2 separate regions of the Rattus norvegicus genome follow, and region 2 is linked to region 1. The links are chromatin contacts, called in public Hi-C maps. All regions are on one chromosome and are shown on one strand. Each heading gives the region's core, a stretch centred on a gene start, on an enhancer-like site or on the middle of the called end of the contact. The rest is flanking DNA. Distances are from core to core; before and after follow the strand shown. Region 1 has its middle 74 kb from the start of Gnaq. Region 2 overlaps Gna14 (G protein subunit alpha 14).

Region 1 (5,316 bases), core at 1,317-3,816:
AGGGCCGAGGAGCCCTATGTTTCATCCCTTATCATTCCACAAATGAAGGGAACCAGGGTCGAACGTGAAACCTGAGTCTTAAATGTTGAACAAACCCCAAATATTATTAAGACACTAGGCAGGCCAACTCTGTTCAGGCCAAACACAACAGGTTTGGAGGCCAGATGGGGAACGGCAGCCACCACTCTGTCCTCTGATGTAGACAGGTAAAAGTAGCCCAAGCCATCCATTCCACCTGTGTCTTGGTGAGACCTGCCAGTTCCTAGGAGGCTGACTTACCTCCATGTTGGAAAGAAGAGATATGTACAAATTATTCTGAAGTCAAGAAAACAACAGGGATAGAATATTTGTTATAGGCTAGTTCTTCTAATTTATTTTTGGCTCTCCTACTTGGGCAATGTGGCAGCATATGTATAAGAATTCCTCCAGGTGGAAAAAAAAAAAACAAGTCCTCCAGTCTACCTCTGATTTATGCAGTCAGAATCTCTGGTGGTTTGAGAATCTAGGAGTTAGACTCCGCATTAGGCAGACAGATAGGCAAAGAGGCCATGGATAGATTTTAAAGATGGTGAACTTCCAAGATGGCTGACTTCTTTCTCTCCCTCATGACCTGAGACAAAAGTCTAGAAGCTTAAAACAAAGGAAGACTCTGTGGGGTTTTTTTTCCTCCTGCCAATAGGGTCTCCACTGATGGAGTGTTTCAACAAGTTCAAGGCCACATTAGGACATGTCTTTGTCCAAACTCACCAACACTATTACAGGGGAGGAAGACCCTTCGGAAACTTAAATGGTGACTTAGAATTTCGGTTGCTGTGATTAAAATAGCAAGGTGGGGAAGAAAGGGTTTTGACTTATACTTTCACATTGTAGTCCATCATTAAAGTCAGGACAGGAACTCAAACAGGGCGGTGACCTGGAGGCAGAAGCTGATACAGGGGCCACGGAGGGGTGCTACCTACTGGCTTGCTCCCCATGGCTTGCTCAACCTACATTTTTATAGAACCCAAGACCACCAGCCCAGGGATACCACCCCCCACACACACACATGACACAGTGGTCTGGGCCCTCCCCCATAGATCACTAATTAAGAAAATGCCCTCCAGCTGGATCTGGTGGAGGCATTTTCTCAATTATGATTCCCTCCTTTCAGATGAAGCTAGCTTGTGTCAGGTTGACACAAAAATCAGCCAGCACAAATAGTATTCGAGATTTCTCCATTGCTACTTGTCATGCTAAAGGATTTTTTTCTCTGCCTTTTAATTCTTTGACTGATGGAGAGAAAAAAAAGTCAAGATTCTAGACAGTAGCAGTTTGGGCCTCTTGTGAACCTATGTTTAAAGATGGTCTTTGTATTTGTCTTTATCTGTTTTATGTGAATGCAAGCATGTTTGCATTTGGGAACAATTTTCAGGTGTTGACTCCTGCCTTCCACCTGAATGGAAGAAAAATGAAATAAAAAAGGAGGAGTGTGAAACCAAACACAGGAGCAGGCAGGAGCGGCTCGCCCTGCCTGTTACTGGGAGACTGAAACAGGAAAAACATACCTTGCAGGTTAAGAGTTCTGTTTGCAGTCAAGACAAGAGTAAGTTTCTGTTTGTCTTATGTTTGTTTGACCTATTACATTGGACGTGTTTGATCATGAGTGGGCAGAAGGTATGTGGACAGGAAATATGTCAGGATGTATGCTTGTCCCTGATTAGATTTGATGGGAAATATAGTGGCCTGGTGGGGTTTTAGCTTCTGCAAAGTGTGACTCGTGGCCATTTTCTTGGAACCCAGAAATGGACCCGGATAGATATCTTCCTGACCAGTATTTAACTAAAGTTTGCTTCAAATATGGCTTTAAAGTTGTGGTAGTGGCCTTATCCAACCCCCCAACACCCGTGGGATTAACAAGACATAACTAGAAGATTTATTGTAGATATAGGGGAGAAAGCATGCAGAGGGAAGAGTCCAGGCTATACATGGCTGACAGACTAAACTAGAACACTGAAGAGAGATGGGGAACGGGAGCAAGAGAAGAACATGCGACTATGAGAGGCACCCAAGCCAAGAGACCAGAGTAGCCAAAATGGCCGAGTTATATAGCGATCAGGCTCGGGAAGGTAAAGCAGACGCGCACCCCTCCCCGTCCCCCTCCCCCTCCCCCTCCCCCAGAGGGTTAGCGTAGCAGACTGGGTGAGAACTGCTGGAAGGCGCCACAGGTACTGAGTGATACTTGTCCTGGGCTTCTTTGAGACCTATCACCACTATGCAGCATAATCTTTCTTGTTTCTGCCCCACTGTCTCATCCAGGAGCGGCGGTAAGGTTCCAGCCATGTTCCTCGAATCTCAACACAGATGTACTAAGATTACAGATCAAAAGGGGTGCCAAACCAGTGATTTCACCCACTGAGCCATCTCCCTGGCTCGGGTCAGCATTTTAACAGGACCAAGCAATTCTTGTCCACACAGACATTTGACACCCACTGCATTGGATCTTCGAGCCTTTCAGATGAAGAACTGTTTGCTCTGGGAATCCATTTTACCTCACGCCTAAAACTGACAGGGAAGAAAGTCCTCGAGTGCCCTCTGGAGGTCATCGTAGGAACTGGGCAGCTTTATAGTGAGGTTTTGTTTTCTTTTTCTCGGGAACAGGTATAAAAATACCAAGTGTGATTTTTGAGCCCTTCCTAGAACCAAACATTGTGATTAGGAATTCGCACAAATTTTTTCATTTAGACTATCATGCAGGTGTTACTATTCTGCAATTCTGGCATTTGACCACCTCCTTTTAACTTGGTTTTCCTTGGCGTCCAGTATACCCACACCCTTTTTCATTTGCCTTGGGTCCCTCTGTCTCTTCTTCTTCCGTCTGTCTCAGTACCCATCTCCCAGGTCTTCTCATCTTCCCCCAGGGAGCAATGCTTGGGTTTCTTTTCCTTGTGCGCTCAACTTCTTAATGAATTCTTTTATCCATATGCCAACAAACCCCACATTTCTATCTTGTGACCAGCGTGCTTCTTGAGACACAGGCAGCTGCCTTCTGGACATGTCTACTTGGACGCCTGAGAGACGCCACAATTGTGTCTAAAAACAAAGTTCTCCTTTTCTTCCTTAAACCTCTTCCATTTGAGATTTCTCTCATCTCAGATGATGGAAATTCTCTCTCACTGCAGTTGAGTAACTGCGTGGTGTTCTCACTGGGTCCTCTCACTCATAGCCCTGCTCCATCACATATCCCTCTCCTCGCCTGGAGCCTTGCTTCAGCCTCCCCCTTGGTCTTTTTATCCAACTGTCTTTCCAAGAGACAATTCTCAGAAACCAGAATGGCTTTCGTAGAACGCTTCTCAGCTCTTAATTTCTCTACTTAATGTCCTTCCAAGCCTCCGGTTTTACTCTGATAAATGTCAAAGTCCTTCATATGGCCAAGAAGACCCTGCACAGGCAAGGTTCCCCAATGTTTCTCCGACTCTGGCTCCTTTTGAATTCCTCTTTGTCTATCTAGCTCTGGCCATAGCTGTGCTATTCCTAATACAAGCCTGGTAGGAGCACCTTCCCATCCACTTACCTAACCCTTTAGCTGCTGCAAACACTTACTCCAGCATGACCTGGTCCACAGAGTCTACTCTGTCATTTCTGTTTAAATTGGCAACTTGCTCCACCCCCACCCCCAGCCCCTCTGTAGCACTGCCCCACCCCCAACCCCTTACCACACTGTGCCCTGTCTGTGGCGTGTCATGGCTTTCCAAACTATTGTCTAATCTAGTAGTTATGTCCCTGGGTATTCGTTCCACTAGAATTTTTAACCCCAAATAGGCAGATATCTCTGTCCCTTTTGTTTACTGATGTGCCCAACACATAGATCACTGACTTAAATATTTTAAAAATGTTTGCTGAATAAGACATGACCACATCCTTGGCTCTCGGTGCTTCAGTAATTCACTTAAAAAGTAAATCGGAATAATCAGCATATTTGTTTTTCTATCATGGTAGCCCTGTAACACCTGACCTCGGCAGTTTCTGCAGAGAGCAGTTCCCAAGAGGAATGACATACATGGGGCTGTCTGTTCTCACACACCTCTTCTGGAGCAAACTGAGACCCCCGCCACTTGGGTCCTCCATAGCAATTCAGCACATGGCCATCTCCCTAACCTGATTTATCTAGGACAGTAATGCTGTTACTTATAGAATTTTTCCTCCAAGCAAAAAATCATGTGTGGCATTTTTCATGTATGATTCCTACTTAAATATGAGTCCCAAGAAATTGTGACTCACACATACACACACACAGCTATGTAAAGTTGTATGTGGTGGCTTTTCTGTAAGGTTCTCCTGAACAAGACTGTCTCATCTTCAGATATATCTTCATAAGAGAGGGGACAGCAGCCACACTGCCAGTGTCCTGAGTTGCCAGCAGCTGTATTTGTTAGAGGGAAACAAGCCTGCTTATTGCTCTGAGAACAGTGGAGATTGAGTGTGGAGAATACAGCTGCTGGACCTGTACTGGCTCGCACCTGGATACAAAGGGAGGGTCCTGGACCTTGTGTTTCTTAAGTCTTCTTGGCCGAATTAACCTGAGTCGCTAATGTAGAATTTTGTCTCTTAACCCAAAGGTGCATTGCTTCCCGGAGCCTCAGGATTCCTGGAGAACCCAATTGCTGTGGCCTTGCTTAGTATCACTAAATCCACATTCTGTCCTGGCCAATGCCAGCCTGACCCAGGTCCTCTGGTGCTGTGACCACGGCTGCTGCCACCAGCTCTGCAAATGAAAACAAACCCAAGGGATTGCTCAGAACTTAATGAATGAAGCATTTCTTTTCTATAATTTGTTTTTACTTCAAGAAAAAATGAGACTCCCAAGAAGCACTCTCAGAAAATGAAAGGACAGGACAGGAAAAGCCCTGCCCTCTGAAAAATCTATCAAGTGCGCCCACACAAGTTCCCAGCCGTCCGACCACACATGCAGTTCCTCAGATTTATAGCTTAATCTTGCAAAAATGGGACCGGTTGCTTTGAGAAAAACAGTTAACTAGACAGATTGCTTGGGGGTGAAAGGAAGACTTCTGCCTGTGTCCGTGATTAACTTGTGCAGAGCGTGAGTTTCAGTCGCAAAAACAAAAACAGCGCGCAGCGGCATAAGATATCCGTCACAGTTGCCATTGTACCCAAGGCGGAATTACTTACCTATAGGAGTCACTGCAAAATCTGCTATAAGCCATGCTGCTAGCTACCGCCTCCTCTGCAGGGTACTTTGTAACTGTTAACACAAGGTGAACCAGAACTGAGGAAACGCAGGCTTCTCTTGACCCCCGGAAGTCCACACTCACCAGGCTG
Region 2 (5,316 bases), core at 1,132-3,631, 530 kb before region 1:
ATTTCTCCAAATCCTGGTTCAGGTTCACAGCCAACATAGACACATGGGCAGCTCTATGAGAGAGCATGCCTGCTCTTCTAAGTCACTTGCTTTATCAAGGTGGAGAGGGAGGGGTCTACACCCTCCTCATGGGCTCCCATCCCCTGATTCACATCCAGGTTTTCTTCCCAACTCTCAGCCTTGTTGATCCATACAAACTTTACACCCACACTGCCAGATACACAGATACACAGAGGCAGCGGCTTTCAGTGCCTTCCTCTCCACTCCACAGCATGGTCCCTGTAATGAATTCACCATTCCAGGGCAGTCTCAGTCAAACCCAAAGTGATACACCGATGCCTCCATTAAAGTTCTCCTGATTCTATTTACAGTCGGAATTCCCTGTCATCGTGGGTTCAGGTGAAACAAACATCTTGGGCATCAGTGTCTCTAAATTATCTTAGCAATGATAATCTTAGCCAGTCTCACTGCTTGACCTGTGAGTAGTCCTCCATGCTGAACCTGGGCTTGCTTCTGGGACTATTCAGCCCCTCTCTTGGATATTTTAATACAGAAGTGTCTTTGGGTGGGAATACACCAGACCCTTACACAGATGTTAAGAGATCAAAGAAAAAAGAGCAACTAGAGTTAGAGATGGGTAGAGGGATAGGTTCATATTTCTACCAGAGGATACGGAGGGATGGAAGAAGGGTGCTGTTCACACAACCCCTCACACCTTTGCCACCACAAACCTGGCTGTGCTGGCCATTACTGACAGCACTTCCCAAATGGGGGCGGGGAGCAGGGATTCTCTGCTACACCACATTTCGCAAGACACTCCTTCTCCTAAGAACCTTCGAGTTCTAGGATGGAGAAGCGCATTGAAGGCATAAGGTATCAGAGAGCATCTGGAAGATGGACTCCAATCCTTGAGTTTGTAGTTGACTCCGAGTGTTCTCCAGGAATACTTTCCAGAACCCCCACACCCCATGAATACTAAATCCCAAGGACGACCAAGATCCTCTTTAAGATTTCAGAGCATTTTGTAGGACCTGCTCACACCCCGTAAACCACCAATGTAAATGCTTTCACGAGTTGTTATATGTCTTACTTAGACACTTGTGTCCAGGCTGAGGTCCATAGGACACATGCAACTCAGGACAGCTATGACTACAGCCTAACCCGAAATCACAAACTTACTACAAACAGGGTGTTGTTGTTATTGTTGTTGTTGTTGTTGTTGTTGTTGTTGTTGCTGCTGTTGTTGTTTTTGGTTTTGGTTTGTAACCTGATTGCCCAACTTCCATGCATGGTTTTTGTAGATGATGTCATGTGACAATCTCTAAAGGCCAGATACTCCTGGAAGGGAATGATGACAAAAGAAACAGTCATATGGTGGCTCATGCCTTTAATCCCAGCACTGGAGAGGCCGAGGCAGGCAGACCTGTGAGTTCAAGGTTAGCCTGGTGTACACAGTAAGTTCCAGGACAGCCAGGACTATACAGAGAAACCATATCTCAGAAAACACTAAACGGGGGAGGTGTCTGCGTGTTCAGAACAGGCCCTGGGTTTTATGTTTTAAGTATTTTAAACCTAAGGCAGTTTGAATCCACCAAGACAGTGGAACCCACCAGAAGCAGGGCTCACTATGTGGCTGAAGAAAGCTGCCCTTCCTGTGATCACTTCTTTGGGGTTAGTTGGGCCGCATGTGCCTAGAGGCCTCGTGATGTGTCCCATGACAGATAGGGTTTCCTGCCACCAACTTGCTCCTCCTCGTCTGGCTCTGGAGTGGCCTTAGTTTCAGCTTTGTTTGTTTTACAGGAGACAGTTCAGTCCAACAAACATAAGATCTGCTCTTTCCCTCTCTTTCAGTGTCTGTTCTTTGTCCGGATATGTACCCTGATACCCACGGAACGCTGACATTTGTTTCACGCCCCTGCCCAGTCCAGTGGGAGTCCTTGTAGGGTGGGGCGAGAAGCTTCACGGCACACTGTTATTCTGGGACCCAGGCTCACAGCAGCAGGTGACTCTAACAACATCCTGGGTCCTGGAGTCTTCCATGCCCGCAGAAGAGTGGAAAGAGCAGGGAACATCGGGCAGAAGTTCTGTGAACTGGGTCTGGATGCTGAAGACATCACGTCTAGACACAGTTCAGTGAGCCAGGGTTGGTCGAAAGTGTCCACTGAGTATAGAGGAGGCAGGGGAAACCGGGCTGCCTGTACTCAAATGGAAAAGAAGTGGAATTGCTTGAAGGCAGAGTGATGTCTACGCTACTTAGAGACTCACAAAACCTCTTTTGCCAAAGTGACTTCTGAAACATGAATGATTGCAGTGTAGTTGGTCAAAATGGAGCTGGTGGACCAAATCCAGCCCCTGACTCAGTTTGTGAATAACATTCTTCTGGAACATAGCCTCGGCTGTCACACCGTCTCCTTTCACACTGACCACAACAGTGCCAAGTTGTTGGGTCAGAACCCAGATGATCTGCAGGGCTTTAAACACTTCTATGACCCCCCCCCCACACACACACATGCACACACACATGCACAAACGCTTGTGACCCCTGGAAACAGCTGGATAATTAAATTCACCCATGTAGCACACCACTGTCCCCCTCTATATATCTGAATTCATTCATCTGGGGTCTGTTTTATGAAGGAATCATTCTCCATTGGGTGTTGTGTTTTCTTTTCTTTTTCTTTTTAAGACCAGAATATATTTTGGTAGGGTAAGGTATGGTGAGGTGGGAGGGGTGCCTCCGCGGTGGCCCATGCTGAGGTATCCCTTCCCCCTGAGGTACCAACCCCAAGGTGGTATAGTATAGAATAGAGTTTATTTAGGCCATGGGAAGGGGAGTTGAGAAGGGAGTAGGGGCAGATAGAAGACATACATACATACATACATACATACATACATACATACATACATACAGACAATGGAGAGGCTGGAAAGGGGGAGGGGAAAGGGGAGAGAAGGAAAAAGGGGTCAAGGAGAGAAGGGCGGGGGGGGGGTAGAAAGAGTTCTCCTTTGCTAGATTTAACAAAGAAAATAAGCATTTCTACCTCCAGGTGAGGTAATATTTTGTGGCTAGGCAGAAACTGCCTATTTCATCTACAGACTGATACTGTCCAAAAAGGGACACCTTATGCAGAATGGTTGACTGATAATTTTGCCAAGACAGAATTATCAACCCTTCAAGATTTCTGCATTTCAAGGGTCTGTCAGTTGATTTTGGGTCAGAAGGCTGAAGATTTGCGCTCACATGTGGCTAACAGAGGACTGTGCTAGTGGAGATTTGTCTCTACAACCTCTCAGCTCTGGAAGCTGTGTTAGGCTTCCTATGTGTATAGATATTTGGTCATTCTCAGATTTCTGATGGGGTTGAAGACTGATTACAGTCTCATAGCCTATCAGGCTATTTGACTTTGAAAATGCATATCTTATTAGATAGCTATCAGATAGTATACAAGCTAGCCAGAATATAACATAGATTTTAAGCCTTTCTTAAGCTGGAATGGATAACTAAATGTTCTGTTTAACTGATAAAGTGTTGGACTGGGTGTTAGATATATTTTATGCTTTTAATTACAAAATGATAATAGCTGTGCTCAGCTTATATTTGAAAGAAAAGTTTTTTTTAATTAGACAAAAAGGGTTAAATGTAGGATGTCATTATATAGGTGAAGGCAGGTACAAGATAGAATGAGGCCTGTCATTGGACGAGAAGGAAGGATGGGCGGGAGAAAAGTTTTAGAGAGGGGAGGAGACTGGAGAAGGTAGGAGAAGCAGCCGAGAGACCATGGAGGCTGATGTTAAGGTTCCTCTCCGCACATTCATGGGTTTTTATGAATGTTCTTAAGGGATGGATGTGTACAGGGCTTTGTATGTCTAGTGGTCAATTATATCTTATCAACTGGATCAGAGGTTATTATTGTGTTGTGTGTTCTTTCATGTGGCGATTTAATTGAATTCAAGAGAGTGTGATGACTGGAGACATACGTATGTCTGGCATGGTGGCAGCCTGCCTTGGGAACTAGATAGATAGAGAGATTGTTGCCAGGCTCAGAGAGAAGCCACCGGCAGTGTGATATGGGATGGAGCAGAGCGGGTGAGAGGCTTTGCTGACTGAGATGAAGACGTCTACCAGAGAGCTTGGGGCACTGCGGTGCCAAACCTAGTGCAGGGTAAAAGACAGCATTTTTTTTATAATTTTACAGCAACATTTATATTTTAAAAAGAGGAAGGAATGTGTGGGTGGGTGACCATGAAGTCCTCCAGCCTGGAGAGAGATGGTTACGTGTGTTAGGGCAATTGCTGTGTGCACCAGAGTCTTTCTCTGCATGCCTTGTTTGGCAAACACTCTGCACCATTCAGGTTCTGTGGAGGACAAAGCTCAATTTCCCTCTCAAAAAGGAGAGAAGGGATGGTTCAGCAGTTAAGAGGCTTACTGCTCCTGTAGAAGTCATCATTTCTGTTCACAGCACTCACATCAGGCTAATTACAACGAAGGGCCTGAAACTTCAACTCAGGAAGTGATCTTAGCTGTGGACATTCGCATTCATATGCACATACCTATTCTAAGCTTAATTGTGTATTAAAAGAAAGGAAGGAACCAAAAAATGTGGATGCTTCAGTCTTTCTTAGAAGGGAGGACAAAATACTCACGAGAGGAAATACAGGGACAAAGAGTGGAGCAGGGGCTGAAGGCAAGGTCATCCAGAGACTGCCCCTCCTGGGGATCATCCCATATGTAGCCACCAAACCCAATCACTATTGCTGATACCAAGAAGTGCTTGCTGACAGGAGCCAGATATGGATGTCTCCTGAGAGGTTCTGCCAGAGCCTTACTGATACAGATGAGGATGCTTGCAGTTAACCATTGGACTGAGCACAGGGACTTCAATGAAAGGACTGAAGGAACTGAAGGGGTTTGCAACACCATAAGAAGAACAACAATATCAATCAATCACCCCCACCCCACCCCCAGAGCTCCCAGGGACTAAACCACCAACCAAAGAGTACACATGGAGGGTCTATGGCTCTAGAGGCATATGTAGCAGAGGATGGCATTGTCTGGCATCAATAGGAGGAGAAGCCCTTGGTCCTGTGAAGGCTCATTTCCCCAGTGTAGGGGAATGCCAGGACGTTGAAGTGGGAGTGGGTGGGTGGGAGTGGGAGCATCTTCATAGAAGCAGTGGGAGGGGGAGAGGGGTAATGGGAGAGGGGGGTAGAGGGGATAACATTTGAAATGTAAATACATAAAATATCCAATAAAAAGAAAAAAGAAAAAAGAAAGGAAGGAAGGGACATTCAGAGGTCAAAAAAAGGTCTCTACAT

What was found. Hi-C and Micro-C count contacts between places; a contact is called where the count stands out from the background.
Region 2: a Hi-C map of Schwann cells shows a contact between it and region 1, with 13 times the contacts expected there. The contact joins two enhancer-like sites. A contact is called at or near these places in 11 of 12 Hi-C or Micro-C datasets (the A7r5 cell line, the Rat2 cell line, Schwann cells and 6 more) and 1 of 1 datasets of contacts at active chromatin or transcription factors (oligodendrocytes).

Annotation. Positions count from the first base shown.
Region 1 is chr1:222,775,946-222,781,261 of GRCr8, reverse strand. No RefSeq gene overlaps it. Among named protein-coding and RNA genes, the nearest start is that of Gnaq, 74 kb to the left of the region's middle. Within about 2 kb of position 2,566, at least 19 of the 93 cell types and tissues checked have an H3K27ac peak or open chromatin away from gene starts, as enhancers often do. A contact at or near this core is called in Schwann cells, where this site is marked.
Region 2 is chr1:223,304,801-223,310,116 of GRCr8, reverse strand. All of the region lies in intron 2 of Gna14 (G protein subunit alpha 14), which reads right to left. Among named protein-coding and RNA genes, the nearest start is that of Gna14, 170 kb to the right of the region's middle. Within about 2 kb of position 2,381, at least 5 of the 93 cell types and tissues checked have an H3K27ac peak or open chromatin away from gene starts, as enhancers often do. A contact at or near this core is called in Schwann cells, where this site is marked.